Linked DNA regions of Sus scrofa: region 1 is linked to region 2. A link is a contact called in public HiChIP or PLAC-seq data. All regions are on one chromosome and are shown on one strand. Each heading gives the region's core, a stretch centred on a gene start, on an enhancer-like site or on the middle of the called end of the contact. The rest is flanking DNA. Distances are from core to core; before and after follow the strand shown.

Region 1 (2,948 bases), core at 418-2,917, 44 kb after region 2:
CCTGCGGCGGTCAGATCTATCAACCAGGGCCCTGCCCATCCCCCCCAGTTATTGCTGTGACCTGGACACTTGTGGCGTTCCAGAACAGTCTCGATGGCCGCTGAGTGCTTCCTTTCCAGGCCCTCCCCCTCCGCTGGAGACAGTGTGATTCTGGGACCAACCTCAGAACTCAACTCTGCACAAGACTGGCTTCAAAGGGGCTGATCATAGCCCCCCAACACCCTGGGCAGCTCCCTGGTGTGCCTGAGGCCAGGAGGCTGAACTGAAGGTAGACCTGAGCAGAGGCTGCCCCGAGGTCCTGTGGCAGATGTGGGCCCAACAGGAAGAAAGACTTGAGAGGGAGCTGTCACCAGCCCGGGGAGAAGCAAGCCATGCTTTGAGGGGTTGTGAGAGCTGAAAAGCTTCTGTAGTGTGGGATAGGGAGGTCAGGTGGACCGTGTAGCGGCTGATACTCTGAAAGCCAGGTATTAGGAAGAGACACAGGAGGGGATGCAGAGGCATTTGGAGGAAGCCAGGAGAGGGCTGGGAAAGGAGTCTGGTGAGGGTGCAGAAGCCAAGGGGCTGGGTTGAGGGCAGGGATAGAGACCTTGAAATTACTTCTGGAGTCTGAGACCGGACTCAAACCTGTAGGGTTTAGGGGTTTCTCACTATGTGGCCAGAACTCGGGGGCTCTCATGGGTTAGTGGACCCTCCCTTCCTGGGTGGGGGAACGAGCAAATCTGAGCGGAGATGCAAGCTCAAGGAATGGATAGGAGCGAGTCACGCATGCAGCGTCAGAAAGCGGAGGATTCGGGGTTCCAGGGGAGCAGGATCCCTCCCTCTTGGGTCTGAGGTTCAGCCCCAGGGGCTGCTCGCTTGCTACCATCCCGGGCTCCTTGGAAAGACTAGGGCGTCCGTTCCGCGTTGAAGTCTGGGCCCGAGGGGGTTGGAGGCTGCTTTCTCCATCCCGGAGGTTCTGGGCACAGAGAGGGGCGCAGCTCACTCCTCCCTGGGGGTCGCTGCCCTCGGATCGGAAGGGTAGGCGGCGCCCGCTCGCGTCGCCAGTCCGCGCACCTGCTGGGGTCTCTATTCAACCCAGAGTCTGAGGTACCGGCTTGGGACACCGTCCCTCCCCGGGCCGGGGGCGGGGCGTGAGGAGGGGGCGCCCCGTACCCCGCCTCCGTCGGGAAGGGGCCCGCCTAGTGCCCCTGGTTCCGGTTCCGGTCCGGCCCGCGCCCCTCCCGGACACTCACTGATTCGCGCCTCCAGAGTCTCCGGCTCCATCGCGGGCTCCATCCGCCACGGGCCCCCAGCCTCGGCACCGCCCCCCGCCCCCCGCCGCTCTCGCGGGACCTCCTCGGCACCGCCCTCGGCCGATTAAAGGGGCAACGTCCGTCCCAACGCGCGAGAGCGGAGCGTGAGAGCATTCAGCACCATAGAGACGAGAACTACTCGCCTAGAGCGTCACTTGCTCGCCCAACCCCTCCCCTAAGCGGCGACTGCGGGGGGAGGAACGGGTTGCCGGCCTCCTCGTCCACAGCGCTCAGGCCGGAGAGGAAGCAGAAGGACTCGGGGCTGAGAGCTGCACCATGGAAACCCCGCGGGACGCTCTAATTCGTTTCGCGTCACGAAAACGCTTGTGACCGCTTCCGGCCGAACGTTCCACCGCCATCTTTTTGAGGGGCTCTTAGGTCACTTCCGGAATCCTGAGCGGGTATTTCCGCTTAGATGTAAACATGGCGGGGCCTTAAAAGGGCAACGACTTACTTGGGCCGTTAAAGTTTATTGAGTGTTTACAGTTGTCCAAGCATCGTTTTAAGCACTTTTTTTTTCCCCCTTGGCTGCGTCCAAAGCATGTGGAAATTCCCAGGCTAGGTATTGAACCTGCGCCACAGCAGTGACAACAGGGGATCCTTAGCCGGCTAAGCCACCAGGGAACTCCTTTGAGAACTTTTACACATTTTTCTATTTACTCCTCACAACAAACCAATGAACCGGATCGTTTGAGGTCACACAAGTGGCAAAGCCCGAACCCCGTGCTATCTCCTGCATTCATTCTGAGATCATTTCATGCACCCCGCAGTTTCCAGGCCCCGGGGCACGTCACGAGCTCACCTGGGTCCGTTTCCTTCTGTCGCCCCCTGGCGGCCTTCCGGGGAACTGACCCGTGGTGTGCTCGGGAGCCTCCCTGTCTCCTGGAGGGTTAAAGGGAATCTGGCGAATCCGGTTCTGCTCAGCCGTTGCCTTCGCAAGCGACCTCGATTCACCTTGCAGAACCGAGGTGACCTCATCAGGGAGTTTGAGAGGCATGTGCTTGGGTCAGTTTTTCCCCTAAACTCAACTATTCAGCAAACCGAGATGCTTTTCTCAACTCTCCCCCACAAACCATTAAAATTATACAGGAAAGTGATATGTATGTTTATTGCATTCCTCAATAAAAGCTGTAACATAATATGTACTTAGAGCTCTTTTCGTTTGTTTCTTTTATTACTGTGACATGAATTGTTACAGAAATAATACATTTACCGCACTGATTTAGGGGCACATGCAGTCTGTCCAGGGTCACGTTTTAAAGAGAGCAGAGATTTGACCAGGGTTCAAATTCTGACCTCGCTGCTTTCCAAACTGCCCTAGGACAAGTCACTTAGCCTCCTTGGATCTCAAGACTTCCCATCTGAATCATTCTTGTTAGAATTCAGTGAACCAGTGTTTGCTAAGTGAATCCCCCCAACACAGGCTCCCCACTCACTGTCTCGGCTGAACTTTTCTCCTTAGCACCTGTCTCCACTGATTACTTCTTTTCTTCATCGTGTCTTTTGTCTCTTGCCCCCACTGGAAGGTAAGCTCTGTGAGGACGAGGAATTTCATCTATTTGGTTCATCGATGTATCCTCAAGGCTTGAAAGAATAACTGGCACATAAGTGTTCAATCAACACGCATTGAGGTGTTTCCTGGCGGCTCAGTGGGTT
Region 2 (2,760 bases), core at 115-2,614:
ACCCAGTGTAGAGATGCTCCAAGGTTACATAACTCAAAAAGATTACAGAGCCTTGGAGCTGGAAGTGGAACTCAGGTCAAACTCCATCCACCTCGGGCTCCCCACCCACCTGCCTTCAACCTGCCCCTGGAAACGTGTTCCAACAGTCCAGTTCTTCCACACCTTATCCCCAACTCTCCGACCTCACCCCGACGACGAGTGGGGCAAAATGAGCCCCTGAAGATGGTTCAAGAAGGCTTGGGTTCCTAATCCAGGGAGTCGGAGCCCTGGATTCTGTCTGCAGCTCCCTGATCCACAGTGGGCCTCGGTTTCCTCATTTGTCAAAGGGAGACCCCAGGGCTGCCCTTCACAGGCTGCAAGAATCACCAGATGTGGACATGAAAGCATCCTGGGGGACATCCTCACATCCCTCCCGCTCGCCACCTGTCACCTGGGGCCGCCCTTCCCCTCCGCTCACCCCTAGGCCTAGAGGTGAAACCGCAGGCCGCGCCCCAGCTCAGTTTCCCTGCCAGACCCGCGCTCACCTGGGGTCCGGCTGCCATCGCTGAGCGGGTGCCACGGGTCGCGGTCGGTGGCCACCAGCAGGCAGTCGGGGTCGCGCAGGTGCGCGCAGGCCTCGCTCAGCTTGGCGAAGGAGAAGTGCTCGTCGTAGCCCACCAGCACGGCGCGCACGCGCGGGGCCGCGCCCGGGTCCTCGCCGGGGTCCCCCGCCAGGCGCAGCCCCGCGGCGCGCAGCTCGGCCCGCAGCCCCTCGCCGCCCAGCACGAATACCGCGCCCTGCGTGTCCGGAGGCCCGAGCAGGCGCTGGCGCAGCAAGCGCGCGGCGCACAGTGCGGAGCTGAAGAGCTGCTCGGCGCGCAGCCCCCTGAAGCCGAGGCGCGCGAAGCGGAGGGCCAGCTCGGGCCGCGCGCGCCGGCTGTTATTGCTCACGAAGAACGCCTCCTTGCCAGCCCGCGCCAGGCGCTCCAGCAGCTCCGGGGCGCCCGGCACAGCGCGCTCGCCGTTCCACAGCACCCCGTCGCAGTCGAACAGGACCCCCTGCGCCCGGCCCAGCACGTCGCGCAGGGCCGCGCCGCGAAGCCGCTCGCAGCGCGCCATGCAGCCGGGTGGCTGCCCGCACGCCCGCGCCGCGCCGCTCTCTTTCCACGGGCACGGCGCGCTCGCCTCGCAGCCAACCAGTCCCCGCCACCTGCCAATCGGCGCGCTGGAAGAGCCAGGGGGCGGGGTCACCGAGGGCGAGTCTCGGGAGCAGAGGGACTGCGAGCTAACCCAGCCGAAGAAAAGAGCGGAATTACGGCCGCCACCGAGGCAAGAGGACTAATAAAGGCCTAGCCTGCTCTTTCGTCCCTCCCCTTGCTCCGTTGGGCGAGCAGCCGTGGAGCTTCTGCCCAACAGGAGGGTGGGAAGCTCAGAGACTGACACTCCTTTTGCCCAATAAGAAGTTAGGACTAGAAACTAGCCCGCCGCGTTTGCCCAGCCAATCAGAAGCTTAAGACAGCTGGTTGCTAGGAGGAAAATAGATGCTAAAGATGTTATCTTTGGGTCAAATCTCATTGCCCTCTGACCCGTGGACGCTCTAGTTCCGAGCGAAGTCCTGAGAAGCGGGTAGGTGTGCTGGGGAGAGTGGCACATGGTGTCCTCTCGGACGCTGGAGCCCTTGGCCTAGACCAGTGGCTTTCCACCCTGGCCGAAGAGTCCCCTGGAGAATGGAATTTTTTTTTTTTTTTTTGAGATATAATTTCCGCCCAGCAAGATGCGTAGGTCTTAACTGTGCAGTTCGATGACTTTTGACAAACGTTTTAAAAAATACCAATGTGTGGCAGGACCTCAGAATTGTTAGCTTAATTGCTTTGGATGAGGCCCAGCTTTAAAAAAAAAAAAATTAACGAAAAAATTACTCAGGGATTCTGTCGTGAGGCCAGAGAGGCACTGGGCTAGAGGCAGCCGGTCACCGGTGGACCCTGGAGAGGGGAGACAGAGCAGCAGTGGCCAGTTGCCCAGGGCGGAGATAGGACCTGGCTGCCTAGGTCCTTACTAGGGGAGGGATGTGTCACACAATTCTGAGATTGTCTGCCAACCTCTGAGAGGGCTCTGAAGACCTGTCTGACCCTCAGGAGCAAATGAAGCTTCAAAGACCTGGGAAAAGCCACATCCTGTCACTCAGGCTCTGAGGCTGACAGTTCTTGCTCCCCAGCGCCCTGGACTTTTGCTCCTGGCCTTTGCATAGCTGGTCTCCTCAGCTCAGAATATTCTTCCTTCTTTTCTTTTTTTACCTGGCCAGCTCCTGAAAGACTCCCCCCCCTCAATATCACCTTCTCCTGGAAGCCCTCTTTTTTCCTTTTTCTTTCCCCCCCGTTTTTGGCTACCTGGTGGCATATGGAATTCCTGGGCCCGGGGATCAGATTTGAGCCATAGTTGCAACTTAAGCCACCACTGCAGCAATGCCAGATCCTTAACCCGCAGTGCCGGCCCAGGGATTGAACCTGTGTCCTATTGCTCCCAAGACGCCTTTATCCTATTGCACCACAGTGGGAACTCCCAGGAAGCCTTCTTGACATCCACCTTACACACACACACACACACACACACACACACACACTTGCATATACATACATACCATTTAACCCATGCCAGTCTGGGTTAAATGGCTTGCCCCTAAGTGGGCTAACATGGGCTCCCAGTGCCACAACCCTTGACTCTAATTATATTGTTAGTTCTCCCGTGCATTTCCAGAAGTTCGCAGCATGTAGGGCTGAGCTG

What was found. HiChIP or PLAC-seq counts read pairs in DNA pulled down with a chosen protein or histone mark.
Region 1: a contact with region 2 is called in an H3K27ac HiChIP or PLAC-seq map of alveolar macrophages. The contact joins the promoter of GGA1 here to the promoter of PDXP in region 2. A contact is called at or near these places in 3 of 5 promoter capture datasets (fetal skeletal muscle, liver and skeletal muscle), 11 of 47 Hi-C or Micro-C datasets (adipose tissue, alveolar macrophages, blood and 7 more) and 2 of 2 datasets of contacts at active chromatin or transcription factors (alveolar macrophages and skeletal muscle).

Annotation. Positions count from the first base shown.
Region 1 is chr5:10,212,163-10,215,110 of Sscrofa11.1, forward strand. It overlaps GGA1 (ADP-ribosylation factor-binding protein GGA1), which reads right to left and starts at 1,668. Exons shown (of 19, transcript XM_021091505.1): 1 at 1,233-1,668. The coding sequence starts at 1,275.
Region 2 is chr5:10,168,362-10,171,121 of Sscrofa11.1, forward strand. PDXP (pyridoxal phosphate phosphatase) reads right to left here and starts at 1,365. Exons shown (of 2, transcript XM_021091503.1): 1 at 525-1,365. The coding sequence starts at 1,098.